2 separate regions of the Mus musculus genome follow, and region 1 is linked to region 2. Evidence: chromatin contacts called from public HiChIP or PLAC-seq data. All regions are on one chromosome and are shown on one strand. The core of a region is the stretch at or near the end of the contact, and the rest is flanking DNA. Distances in the headings are between cores, read along the strand shown. Region 1 has its middle 20 kb from the start of Mrto4. Region 2 overlaps Gm33304 (a long non-coding RNA gene).

The links. HiChIP or PLAC-seq counts read pairs in DNA pulled down with a chosen protein or histone mark.
Region 1: a contact with region 2 is called in an H3K4me3 HiChIP or PLAC-seq map of bone marrow-derived macrophages, with 2.5 times the contacts expected there. The contact joins two enhancer-like sites. A contact is called at or near these places in 2 of 115 datasets of contacts at active chromatin or transcription factors (bone marrow-derived macrophages and embryonic stem cells) and 2 of 9 other capture datasets (adipose tissue and liver).

Annotation. Positions count from the first base shown.
Region 1 is chr4:139,328,487-139,335,785 of GRCm38.p6, reverse strand. No RefSeq gene overlaps it. Among named protein-coding and RNA genes, the nearest start is that of Mrto4, 20 kb to the left of the region's middle. Within about 2 kb of position 4,960, at least 63 of the 459 cell types and tissues checked have an H3K27ac peak or open chromatin away from gene starts, as enhancers often do. A contact at or near this core is called in bone marrow-derived macrophages, where this site is marked.
Region 2 is chr4:139,158,401-139,165,054 of GRCm38.p6, reverse strand. The region is part of intron 1 of Gm33304 (a long non-coding RNA gene); the gene reads left to right. Among named protein-coding and RNA genes, the nearest start is that of Gm33304, 3.6 kb to the left of the region's middle. Within about 2 kb of position 3,819, at least 3 of the 459 cell types and tissues checked have an H3K27ac peak or open chromatin away from gene starts, as enhancers often do. A contact at or near this core is called in bone marrow-derived macrophages, where this site is marked.

The DNA of each region.
Region 1 (7,299 bases), core at 3,711-6,210, 170 kb before region 2:
CCCAGGCTTCTTGGCAGATAACAGGTTATACGTTTCTTTTCTAGAATGAACACCCCTGTGTGCTAGCAATTCGGCTTCTCCTAAGTGCTTATCAGGAGCACAAGGCTCTCTGTGCCTCCCACAGTAGCTTGAGTCTCTGTGCCAGACTCCAAGAGAAGCCACGTGAGTGACAACACTAGTCCACTTGACGAAGCGCCTTCCGCATTGGCTGGGGAGCTCAGAGGGGGCACACTTCAGGGCTTAGATGCTGAAGAAAGCCGCTCCCTGAAAGAGACCAAAAACACCTGTAGGAGCCAGGTGTGCAGGTGCTTCCAGCTGCTGAGGCAGGGGGATTCTGCGTTCTAAGCAAAGAGGAAGAGTAGGGGGAGGAGGAGGAAAGGCAGAGGGAAATCTAAGAAAAACTCTGGAGGGCTTGGAGACAGGGACAAAGGCAACAAAATTTCGCAATACTGGATGTCACCCCTTAAAACTGGGGACAATAGGTGTCAGGGAGAGCAAGGAATGGTCTTCAACAGACATATGCCATCTGAAATGTTTGCATGTATAGGAAGGTTCAAAACTGTTGCCGGGTGCTCAGCACTAATTTATTTGTTTATTTCACACTTATTTATTTAGTGTATCTGAGTGCATGTGCACAGGCCACAATGTGCAAAGGTCAAAGCCTGCCTCCATCTTAGGCTTAAAAGCCATCTTAGAGTAAGGACAAACTAGGCTCATTCCTGTTTATGATTAAACCTCTGTTTCACAAGAATTGGACTATTCTACCCTCCTCAGAGGAGAACAGTAGGGGGAGGGGCTGTGCACAAAGGGGCTGGGGCGCGGGGGGGGGGGGGGGGGGGCGGGGGGGGGCTGCGATCCAGATGGAAAGTGAATAAGTAACAAACTTAATGGAGAAAGGCAAATAAAGGATGGAAGATAACTGGTGCAGATCTTTTGAAGTTGATTATGTACTTCATGGCTCAGCAAGGTCCTCGATTGATATTTATTTACATAAAGTCAACAACAATGACTCGGCAAAGTCTCACTGGGTGGCGCACACCTTTAATCCCAGCACTGGGGAGGCAGAGACAGGCAGAGAGTTCGAGGCCAGCCTGGTCTACAAAGTGAGTTCCAGGACAGTGAGGGCTACACAGAGAAACCCTCAAAAAAGAAACCAAAAAAAACCAAATAAACAAAAAAACGTTAGTGGAAGTGTTTCTGGCAAACTCATTCTTTTGCGTCTTGTTCCTTTTTTTTGTTTGTTTTGTTTTGTTTGTTTGTTTTGGTTTTTCGAGACAGGTTTCTCTGTATAGCTCTGGTTGTCTTGGAACTCACTTTGTAGACCAGGCTGGCCTCCAACTCAGAAATCTGCCTGCCTCTGCCTCCTAAGTGCTGGGATTAAAGGCGTGTGCCACCACGCCCGGCTGTTCCATTATTTTCAACGAGGGCTCGCTGCACAGACAAGGCTAGCTTCAAATATACAGAGATCTGCCTGCCTCAGTCTCAAGGGCTAGGGCATTTTCCTGGTTTTAATCAAAGGAAAGAAAAACCTGTGTTCACACAAACCCCAATACACACTCAGGTTTAGAGTGCTTTTTTAATCTGCATGCGCCAGAACATAGAAATAGCCTAAAAGTCCTTCAACCCAACAAATTAACATTGTGTTAAACTGGAGACTTCTCAGTGTTAAACTGAGAAAAACCAAGTCCACAACTGTCTGATTAAAACAAGCTTTATTTCGGGGTGTACTCAGGACTGGCCAGTCTGGTAGCCTCTCCCTAAATCAGGATTTGAGAGGGCAGTCCCTGCTGGCCTCTTGAAGTCCTTTTTATAGGAGAGATTGCGTTGGCTGTCACACATTGTTAGATACAATGAAAGTAGAGGAACAGGGTAAGGATATACATCACGGGAACAGGCTGCCAGGTTTAGTGTAGGTTGAAAAAGAGTTTTTCAGTTTAGATGGGATCTAAGAAACAGGAACGCGTTCTTAATTACAACTAGAAATCGTAACTTGCAAGGATTTTAACATGGACTAACAGAAACTTATTCTTTAAGGACAAACAGACACCTTAACCTGTACAGGACAAAGCAGTTACTCTTAACTGGGTGGAGGGATTTGTAAAAGTGGGACTAGTAGGAGAGGAGGGATGGGGGAGGAGGGAATGGAAGTATAAACTGAATAAGTAAGTATATGAGGGCTGGCGAGGTGGCTCAGCAGGTAAGAGCACTGACTGTTCTTCTGAGTGTTCTGAGTTCAAATCCCAGCAACCACATGGTTGCGCACAACAACCTGTAATGAGATCTGATGACTTTTTCTGCTGTCTGAAGACAGCCACGGCGTACTTATATATAAAAATAAATAAATATTTAAAAAATAAGTAAATGAATACATACATACATACATACATACATACTGTGGTGTTTGCCTTTTGCTTGAACTTGGAAACTATTACCCCAGTACTAATCAAAGGTGTCTTCCATCGGATTCATGAAGACAAAGCAAAGCTTTGGGAAGTTCATTTTATACATCCTTAGGCATGGCTCAGCGGTTCTCAGTGCCTGCTGCAGGATCATAAAGATGAACACTCACATCCTAACATCGTATAACCGGCTGGGTGTCTGATGTATGCCTGTAAGCCCAGCTCTGAAGGGTACACAAACAGGATCACAGTGGGGCTTGCGGGCTGTCAGCATCCCTGAAAAGCATGATGCACAGATTCAGGGAGAGACTCTGTCTCAAAGAAATAGTTAGGGAGAAATCAAGGAGGGCACAGATAACCTCTGCTGGCCTCTGCACCTGTGCGCACACGTTTACCTATGCACACACATTTGCCTGTGCACACCCGTGTGCGTGCACACACACAGACACGATATTTTAATAAATACTTTAACTTTAGTTTTGAACACACCTATTTGGTTCTGCAATGAATACACACACGGTTGTGTGGGCACAGCAGAGGCGTCCCTGCCACTAGTAGCTATGGCCTTGACTAAATTACTCAGTTTTTCACACCCTTACCAACTGTAAATAGGAGTAAAAGTGACAGGTTACAGAGAAGTCCCTAGAATTGTTCAGGCTGAGCTGACAATGGACAGCATAAGTAGTTAGTGGACAATGACACAGGGGATAACTGAACAGCAAGACACAGGAGGTACACTGGCTTTAATATCCATGAGCAGAAGGCCCTGTGTGGAGCCACACCTGCCACCCCAGGTACCAGAGCATTGGGTCTGGGGCAGAGGACACAGGAAAAGAGAAAAGGCCACAGACCACAAGCAAAGCGGCCCTGAGGGAACCCCACGTGGAGAAGTCTTGACTTTAGACTGGGGGCTGTAGTCCAGAGCTCTATGGTCACCATAAGGTGTTTTGAAAGACGACGCTGAGTGCACTATGGATGATGGGCAGTTCTGATCACAGGGGGAGGAAGGTGCCAAAGGAACTGGGGACAGAGACAGGAAGGCTTCGCTAAGGGCCTGTGAAGAGGAAAGTCGGGGCCAACTACAGACTCTGTTCGTGAAAACGAGCTAGGGCTGGGCTGTCAGTGTGAGTCCCTACTCCTCTCTCTCCCCCTGCTGAGAAGCCCAGGTGAATGGTTGAATGATAGATGGATGGATGCATGGATGAATGGACAGATGGATCAGTGGGTGGGTGGATGGATGGATGGATAGATGGATGGATAAACGAATGGACAGATGGATGAGAGGAACTTCCTACACTTAGAAAGTCTTGCTAGCAGTCCAAAGGCTGTCAGGGGATCACTAGGAACCTAGAAGGGAGTAGGTTTAAAGAACTATTAATGTGGACGTTTTCCTTCTTTAAGAACATTACATTATGGAGCTGGAGGTATGGTTTAGTGGTTACAAGCACTAGCTGCTCTTCTAGAGGACCTGGGTTCGATCCCAGTACCCACATGGTAGCTCCCAGCCATCTGGCACTCCAGACTTAAGAGGATCTGACACCCTTTTCTGGGTTCCTCAGGTACCGGGCATGCTTGCTGCCAAACATGACCCACTCACTAGGTCAGAGCCCACAAGGTGAAAGGACTCACCTGGTTCCTGCAAGTTGTTTTATTAATCCCAAAGATGGAAGAGAAGGACCAAAGTCATCAGGGCCAAGTGTATTAAAGCAACTAATTAGTAAAGCAAGCTTTTTATTCCTGTACAAGGCTGCCTCTCCCTAAGGTGGAGTTTGAGAGGTCAGTAGGAAAGTTTTAACCAAACGGTGCTTAAATATGCCTAAAACAAACAACTCCAAGTATGACTGGCAACATTTAAAGCAACAATGTCTGTTACTGCTGTGTTGAACCAAATTCCCTTCTTGTCTCTCAAGCACCGTTACTAGGCCAGTCGTGGCAGATGAAGAGACTCCCATAGGCTACATCATCCCACTTCCAATGCCAGTTGTGGGGATACTCCTTGGTGAAGCTGAAACCACTGCTAAACCAACAGGCACCCAGAACTTGGGAGAAAAATCCAAGACCCTGAGCCCGGCTGCAATAAGAAGGCAGATCGACTGCTTGGTCCAAAGTCTTTCTGGGGTTCTGCTGACTGCAAAACAGGAAACCCATCAGATGAGGGTTCAGAGGCACGCACCTGCTAGGCACTAGTTCGGGAGAGTCTACACAGTTCGAGATTCCCAGTGTTCTCAATGCCCTAGACATAGGCTGGCCACATGGAATTTGGCGGAGCCAGGGTTGGTCTATTGTGAGAGGGTCCTGGGCCACTTTTCTGGAAGGGTGGAAACCGCAGAGTTGTGTAAAGTCAGCCTGAGGAGCTTGTGGTTCTCGGAGCTCTTGGGAGGACAAGGTGCGATCACAGCCCCAGGAGCCGGAAGAAGCTGTACCGGGGAAGAATCAACTCTGCTCATTGCGGGTGGGTGATAGGCAAGACCGTTACCTTTGGAGCTGCTGCAGCCCAGCTCAAACCCCAGGACACCTTGGATCGTCTCTGCATAAAATAGCCTTCCGTGACCACTCCCACAGGAGGCGGGGCTAGCGGAGAAAGGGCAGGAAAGTGTGGGCCTGTGCACAAAACTTCTGTAGAGCTGAGAACTCTACAACAGTGCCACCTGGAGGTCAGTGGCAGGTCTCATGAGCTAGGTCGGAAGTTGCAGACACCTCTAGCTTCCTGCCTCTCTCTGGCCCATTCATGAGCTGCCCTGGGCTCTCTGTACCCTCCTAGAAGGAGTTTAGCAGGTGGGTGAATCCTGGAGAGCTGTCTCTGTTTTTTTGTTTTGTTTTTTTGTTTTTTGTTTTTTTTTTGAGACAGGGTTTCTCTGTGTAGCTCTGGCTGTCCTGGAACTCACTCTGTAGACCAGGCTGGCCTCGAACTCAGAAATCCGCCTGCCTCTGCCTCCCGAGTGCTGGGATTAAAGGCATGCGCCACCATGCCCAGCTTGTTTTTTGTTTTGTTTTTGTTTTTGTTTTTTTGGCGGGGGAGCTGTCAATGAATTGAGGTTTGCTGGGAGCTCTAGTAAGGGTCCCTGTGGAAGGACAGCAAAGAAGGTCTGTCAGCCCTGATTTACTAATCCAGGAGAAGTTTCCCTCAAACTCTCAGGCAGTTTAGACTGTTCAGAGAATCGAGGGTGGAGCGAATCTCAAGTAGCAAATGTTCACTCCAGGCATCTTTGAGAACATTTATGCAGTAGGGACTTAGAATTTACACCAAATGAAGACTGTAACAAATTGGGACGTGGGGATAAATGGACAAGATTTTCTCACCATAACCCTTTAAAAAGACAGTTGAAGTCAGGGCGGCCGTTCTTGCTTGTAATCCCTGCACTCTGGAGGCTGAGGCAGGAAGTTTGCCAGCAGTCAAAAGTCAGCGGGATTATATAGCAAGCAGTAGACCAGCACCGACCAAATAGCACATGGTGTGGTGGTCTACCCCTGTGATTCCGGCACTCCAGAAACAGGGGCAGGAGAATCAACGCAAGTTCAAGGCTGTCCTGGACAACATAGGAACAACAGGTCTGCCAAGCCCATAGAACAAGACTGTTTCAAATGTCAAAATAGGGTTTGGATTATAGCTTAGCTGATTGGATGCTTGCCTAGTCCTGGGTTAAGGACCCAGTGAGTAAGGTAACACCCTCTTTTCCTGATTCCATTTTGTGTTTGCTTAGACCAGTGGTCCTCACCCTTCCTAATGTTGTGGTGACCCCAACCCTCAATTTATTTTTGTTGCTACTCCATAACTGTAATTTTGCTACTGAATATAATGCAAATATCTGATATGCAGGATATCTATATGTGACCTCTGTGAAAGGTCCTTTAACATCCCCAAAGGGGTGGTGATCCACGAGAACCTAAGGTTTAGAAGGTTCTCACCCTCTACCTGCTTAATAGTGATGTTGCCTAGCAACACATTTGGACTTTCTATGACATTGACCATAGTCCAGATGTATTGATCAAAATAATTATTTTCTGAAACTTAACATTAACTCAGGAAGTTATAAGTAAAACAATAACAACAACCACAGCAACAACAACAACAACAACAACAACAGTCACTTAATGTCTGAAATAATATGAAAAAAAGTTACTATGGTCTTCCTGAAATGAGTGTTTCAAGGTTACTCTGACCCTTATTGAACTCCTAAGTAAATTATAGTCTTTGTGGGGTTTGCCTTTAAAAACATCATTGTGCCTCCAAACTTTTGCACAAGAGACTCTGAGACATAAACCCCTTTTTGGTCACTGGCCAGTAAAGGACTCATATACTTTAAATTGGCTTAATCATCCTGGTTGTCTGTATCTTATCACTATTATTATTGTTGTTGTTGTTGTTGTTGTTGTTGTTGTTGTTATAGTAAGACAAGCTCTCGGGGCTGGTGAGATGGCTCAGCGGTTAAGAGCACTGACTGCTCTTCCAAAGGTCCTGAGTTCAAATCCCAGCAACCACATGGTGGCTCACAACCATCTGTAATGAGATCTGATGTCCTCTTCTGGTGTGTCTGAAGACAGCTACAGTGTACTTACATATAATAAATAAATAAATAAATCTTAAAAAAAAAAGACAAGCTCTCTCTATGTAGTTATGGCTGCCTTGGAACTCACTATGTAGATCAGGCTAGCCTCAAATGTACAGAGACCCACCTGCTTCTGCCTCTGGGGCTGTGGCTTTCAGGTTGGGAGCCTTGTGCCCAGCCTCTTACATGGAGTATTCTTCTAAGCAGCACCCAAAATTGAGTTTGGCATGGAGTGGTGGCAAACACCTGTAATCCTAGCACTCATGAGATGGAGACAGGTTGGTCTCTGTGAGTTCAAGACCACCCTGGTCTACACAGTGAATCCTAGGCCAGTCATGTCTGCATAGAGACTT
Region 2 (6,654 bases), core at 2,570-5,069:
CAAGACACAAAAGTGAAAGAGTAAATTCCTTGCCCTTGAGCCTTGGGAGCTAGGAACCAAACTCTGGCCCTCTAGTAGAGAAGCGAGTTCTCTTAGCTACTGAGCCATCTCTCCAGCGAGCACGGAGCACCTGGAGTCCTTGGAGGCCAAGCGCCGGAGCTTGTGGTGACTGAGGGAGAATTAATTGCATGAAAGAAGCTAGGGAAAGTTTCCTAGACAAAGGTAAGTGCCCAATTATGCTTAAGTTAACCAGGAAGGTTGCACATGGTGAGGGAGTGTGAGGTAGAGGAGGGCCTTGGTGACTGGGATGTGGAGCTGGGGACCATCCCAGAAGTGACAGGCAGTGGCTCTGCAGACAAGGAGACAAGACTGGCTCTCAATTGGGGGATGTTCGATAAGGCCTTCCTGCAGAGGATAGAGCTGGAGGATGGAGAGGCTACGAGTCGCTGCCAGCACTTGTCCAGAGGCTTTGAAAGTAGCCTTGGGGATAGAGAGGAGGGAAGACACTCGGTGACTACAAGGTTTCCAACCATAAACCAATTACAGGGAGCCGTGGTCCTGATCTCAGACTTTGGAGGCCTGGTATATCCTCCGAGGGCTTGGTCATTGTCACTTCTGGAGTGGTTGGGGTCTAATTTACCTTCCTCCCACCCTTCAAAAAGTCAGGTAGAAACATTAGCAGGCAAACTGGATTTGCCGGTTGGAGGAAAGTCTCACTAAAATAGGCCCACGAACCTACTCCCAGTTTCCCACAAGGAGCTCAGGCAACAATGCATGCAGATCGTTTCTCTGTCCCTCACAGCACCTGGGGCTTAGTGACTATCCCTCTTGACAGAGATGCTACTGTCACCACCTAATGGGACTGCTTTTATTTCTGTTCATTTCTGCATTTGATCCCAAAATTAAGGCCCTGCAGGGCAGCGTCAGTGATTCTTATTTTTTCTACGAGAGTCTTATACCATTGCTCAGGTTAGCTTGGAACTAATCATGTAGCCAAAGTTGGTCTCAAATTTGTGCTGATCCCTCCAGCGCATTCTCTCACATGCTAGAATAATAGGCAGAGCCACCACACCTGGCTCAGAATGGTCTTTTAAAAATACATTGGAGGCCCGGTTGTGGTGGCGCACACCTTTCATCCCAGCACTTCGGAGGCGGAGGCAGGAGGATCTCTGAGTTTGAAGCCAGCCTGGTCTATAGAATGAGTTCTAGGACAGCCAGGGCTACACAGAGAAACCCTGTCTCAATAAAACAAAACAAAAACAAACTACAAATTAGGGACTCAGTGGTTAAGAGCACTTGTTGCTGTTACAGCACCCACACGGTGACTCACAACTATTCCTAACTCTAGTTCTGTGGGAGCCAATGTCCTCTTCTGGACTCTGTGTGTGTGTGAGATACACATGGTGCATATATATTCATGCAGGCAAAGCACCCTGTGATGGCTCTCCATGGTTGTCAGCTTTTCTCTATCTGGAATGAACTACAATTCAGAAATGGAGGGCACATCCATGAGCCTGGTCCGGAGGCAAGGAGACAACAGGCCTGTAATCTGACTCCTGATGTGGGATGGCACATGCTTTTGATCAGGATTAACACATGCCTTTAACCCAAAACTTGAGACACGCATATAATCTGGGCTGTACCTTCTGCTGGAGACCTCCTATACAAGGACAATGGGAAGAACAAAGGGGTTGTTCTCTTTGCCTGCTTACACTCACTTTGCCAGGACATCAATTGAAGCCTACTTCTTTAGGATTCCATCTCATACAGAAGGCCAGCAGAAACACCCAGTCTTGGGGGACTTAGCAACTACTAGATTCTTGGACTTTTCATTCACAGCTGCCCACTGTTGGGTTAATTGGACTGCAGCCTGTAAGTCATTCCAGTAAATTCCCTGTGTGTGTGTGTGTGTGTGTGTGTGTGTGTGTGTGTGTGTGTGTGTGTATGTACACGCATGATAGATAGATAGATATATAGATAGATAGATAGATAGATAGATAGATAGATAGATAGATAGATTCATTCCATAAGTTCTGAGACTCTAGAGAATAAACAGACTAAAACAGATCTTGGTATCAGGAGTGGGGTATTCCTGTGACAGACCTGACTATGTTTTGGGGGAAGATTGTGAAGAATTGTTATACTTTGGGCTAGAAAAGCCATTGAGTACTGAAAGCTCAGTGGATGCTCTGTGGGAGCTTGTTGGACAAGAATGTTGAGAGCAGTGCAAAAGATGGAGGCCTGCCTGGCTTGTGAAATTTCAGAAGGAAATTTAAAGTCTCGATCAAGCCGTTTTGTTATTTTGAGTGGAGATTTTGTGGTTCTGGTTAGCAGGGGCTGAAGAACCAGCTGTGATTAACAAGATACCAAAACTACTAAAGTGAAACCTTTGGTTTGCTGGGAATTGGCTGGAAACCTCGATGCTGGTTGGTTGGAGCTGAGAAATTAGTGGTGATTAAGAAGAGACCAGCATCACTGAGATGAAATCTTCTAGGAAGTGTTTCCTGAGAGCACAGAGGAGCTATGTTCCAGAGTCAGCCAATGATGGGCCTCATGCTGCAGCTGGACTTGGTTATGTGTGAGAATCACCCAGGCGGCACTGGTTTTGCAGGCATGAAGGGGTTGTGGAGAACAGCTGAGGCACTGTGAGAGGCTAGGAGAGGCCATTAGTGAAGGTGCAGCCTCAGTGGCAGCTGAAGGCCCAGGATTGAAAAAATCATGTAAAGATGTTGAGGACTGGCACCAGAAAGAAAATCTAAGAGACACTATTATTGGGGGACATATAATGCAGTTATAGCAAGGGACCCCAGCAGTTTTGGAGATGCCAGAACCATGGAGGTATGACCTCCAAGAACAGCAGCAATGATGGAGTGGAGCCAGCTGGATCCCAGAAGACAAGCTGTGTGTGCTACAGAAGGCAGAGCTGGAGAAGTGACCCAAGCCTTTGGAGGAGTCCAGAAGATTGAGAGACTTTGAATTTTAAGAGACTATGTCATTGGTCCTAATCAGTCTGCACAGCCCAGAGGACCTAGTCATGGTGCTTGCCTGAGCATGGGTGTTGCTTTTATTAGTTTCTAACTTAATAAAAGTGCGGACATTCTTGAAAAAAAAAAAGAGAGATTGGCTATTTTAAAGGGAATGAAAAAAATTTTTTTAAAGATTTATTTACTTGGGATGGAGAGATGGTTCAGTGGTTAAGGGCACTGACTGCCTTTCCAGAGGTCCTGAGTTCAATTCCCAGCAACCACATGATGGCTCACCACCATCTATAATGGGATCCGATGCCCTCTTCTGCTGTGTCAACTCAGACACCATTGGAACTAACTCTCCAGCCCATGGGAATGGATTTTTAAGGTGTTTGAATTTGTAAAGACTGTGGGACTTTTAAAGTTATTTATGGTTTTAGTGTGATATCTTGGGGAGGAATAAAAAAGAAAGGGTTTTGGCTTAATAGTGATGTTTGTGTATCAAGTTGACAAGGGATCAGTTGTACTAGCTGGTCTTGTGTGTCAACTTGACACAGGCTGGAGTTATCACAGAGAAAGGAGCCTCAGTTGAGGAAACCCCTCCATGAGATCCAGCTGTAAGGCATTTTCTCAATTAGTGATCAGTGGGGGAGGGCCCAGCCCACTGTGGGTGGGGCCATCCCTGGGCAGGTGACCCTCCATTCTATAAGAAATCAGACAGAGGAAGCCATGGGAAGCAAGCCAGTTAGCAGCACCCTCCATGGCCTCAACTCCCGCCTCCAGGTTCTAGCCCTGCTTGAGTTCCTGTCCTGACTTCATCCAGTGAGGGAAGTGATCTGGAAGTGGGAGCCAAATAAAGCCTTTCTTCCCCAACTTCCTTTTTTGGTCATGGTGTTTCGTCACAGCAATAGAAACTCTAACTAAGACAAACCCATACATATAAAATAAAATAAATTTAAAAAATAGAGAGAGGTCAGGGCCTGGACAGTGACCAGCACTTACTTTTCTACCAGAGGGCCAGAGTTCAGTTCCTAGCACCCAAGTCAAGTAGCTCACAACCTCCTGTGACTCTAGCTCTCAGCGATCTGGCATAGCCTTCATGCACACATCTGCACACAGACATACGCATATACATATAATTAAAAATTTAAGAGTAAAAATACACATTAGTGTCATCCCCTGTTTAATAGGTCTTCTGTTTTATCACATGCCTTTCCATCGCCTACCTGGCCCATGTATCTGCCCTCTGCCCACCCTGGGACCTCCTGTCCTGTCCCTTCTGGCCCAGTGTGCTCCTTATGCTGGCTCTTGTCCCCAAATTCCAAAGTGTTCCCTCCATTTATCTAGCGCACATTTATGTGACATCTACTCTGTGCCACACACTGGGGGCTAAATGAACACAAATCTTTACTCTTGGGAAATATATCTGTGGTGTACATATGTACATATGTATGTATGTAGTATGTATGTATATGAATGAATGAGGTCTTATGTCCAGGCTGATCTCAACCTTTCAGTGGCTGAAAGGGAAAACTGATGTGTGACACACAGATATGCATAGCATACATAAAACCCTGGGTTTGATTCCCAGTACAGGGAAAAGAAAGGATTTTAGGTGATCCATAGAGTGCCAAGAGGCTTGGAGGCCTCCAACTGTCATTACCCAACTGGAAATGGCATTACCCATCACCACTCTACAAGCTAACTAGGAAGTGGCACGGTTGCCTCCACCACACGCCAAACACTGCAGCCTGCAAGCTGACGTGTGGGGTCTCTGGGCACCATGTTCTGGGTGGATAGCCTTGGTGACTGAAGTTCCTCTCATCTGGTGCCACCTCTCAAAGACTCTGCCTCCCAGTGACACCATCCTGGGGGCAGAGTCTCCGAATCATGGTAGACCTTTGGTGGACATGGTTAAATGGTATGGTAGAGTGCTTGCCTAGTATGTAGGAAGTGCTGGATTAGAGCCCAGCATTACAGAAACCTGTCCTGTTGGCGAGTGTCTGTAATAGAATCATTTGGGAAGCGGCGGCAGGAGGATCCGAAGTTCAAGGTCGTTCTTGCTACCTAACAAGGTTGAGCAACATAAGACAGAAATGATGGTATGTAATGTATGTTTCCAAGGATTCAAATATTATGCAATGTGTATATATATATATATATATATATATATATCTCAAATATTACTTGGACATATGATACACTACCAGTGTATATGAATTTTTATGCTTTTTAAAAAATATATGTATTTGCCAGGCAGTGGTACCACACAGCTTTAATCCCAGCACTCGGAGGGAGGCAAAGACAGGAGGATCTCTGTGAGTTCAAGACCATCCTGATCTATAGAGCAAGTTCCAGGACAGCCAAGGCTACACAGAGAAACCCTATCACACACACCAAAAATACGTATTTATTAACTACATGTGTTTATGTATACTTTCGGGAGTGCAGCACATTCGTGTGGGTGCCCATCGAGGTTTGAAGGCATCAGAGCCCCTGAGACTGGAGTTACAGATGGTTGTGGGCCACCTTGTGGGTGCTGAGAACAGAACCCAGGTCCTCTGTAAGAGCAGTCAGTGCTCTTAACCACTAAGCTATCTCTCCAGGTCCCTGATATTTTTAAAGCACCAAGTTAAGCAATCTTTTTTAAGTTATAGACTTCTCTCTCTCTCTCTCTCTTTCTTTCTTTCTTTCTTTTTTCCGAGACAGGGTTTCTCTGTGTAGCCCTGGCTGTCCTGGAACTCACTTTGTAGACCAGGCTGGCCTCAAACTCAGAAATCCACCTGCCTCTGCCTCCCAAGTGCTGGGATTAAAGGCGTGCGTCACCACCGCCTGGCTTAAGTTATAGACTTTTAAAACTATTTTCAAATTATGTGTATATGTGACTGTCTGGGTATGGGTATGTGTGTGAGAGATGTGACTGTCTGGGTGTGGGTATGTGTGTGTGAGTGAGGGCAGATGCCACCAGAGGCCAGAGGCATCAGATCTCCCTGGAGCTAGATGAAAAGCAGATGTCAGTGCCCTAACCTCAACACTTGGGTGCTGGGAACTGAACTCAGGTTCCCTGCAAAAGCAGTATACATCCTTACCCACAACTGAGCTCTCTAGTCCCTGGACGATCCTTTTAAGTCCTCTGACAAAATCCGTCTGCTATTTGGTTTGCCAACCTGGAAGGTCTGAGCAAGAAGTATGTGTGTCTCTCCCATCAGTTTGAAACCTGAAGCGATGTGTGTTCAGGCAGCTTCCTCTCCTAGCCTGCCTCTTAATCCAGCTGATTTCTTTTCTCTTCTGACTTTTGCTTAGTCCTGCCTTCAGCCGTCACCTTAAAAAGAAACTGCCTATGTGTGTATTTAGTAAACCCATTTGGGAACATGGTGGAAAATGTAAATAAATCAAACTCGAAGAAAGATGTAAACGGAACATCTTACGGATGCGGTCTTACGGCGTTGTGAGTTTCTAAGCTCCGTCAAGCCGTTTCTTCCAAGGATAAACAAAACTCCAGCAGCACTTGAAATCTATCTCACAGAGCAGGAAGAGTCAGCAAAACACCAGGGCAGACCCAACCGGCATAGTTCACATCCCCTTGTAAACGGGAAGAGCATGTTTCTATCAGCCAAGCCCTGATGAGTGGAAGGATGCGGGCGTGGGGGATGTGTGCGGTAGAGGTTGGCGGCTGGATCTGTGAAGT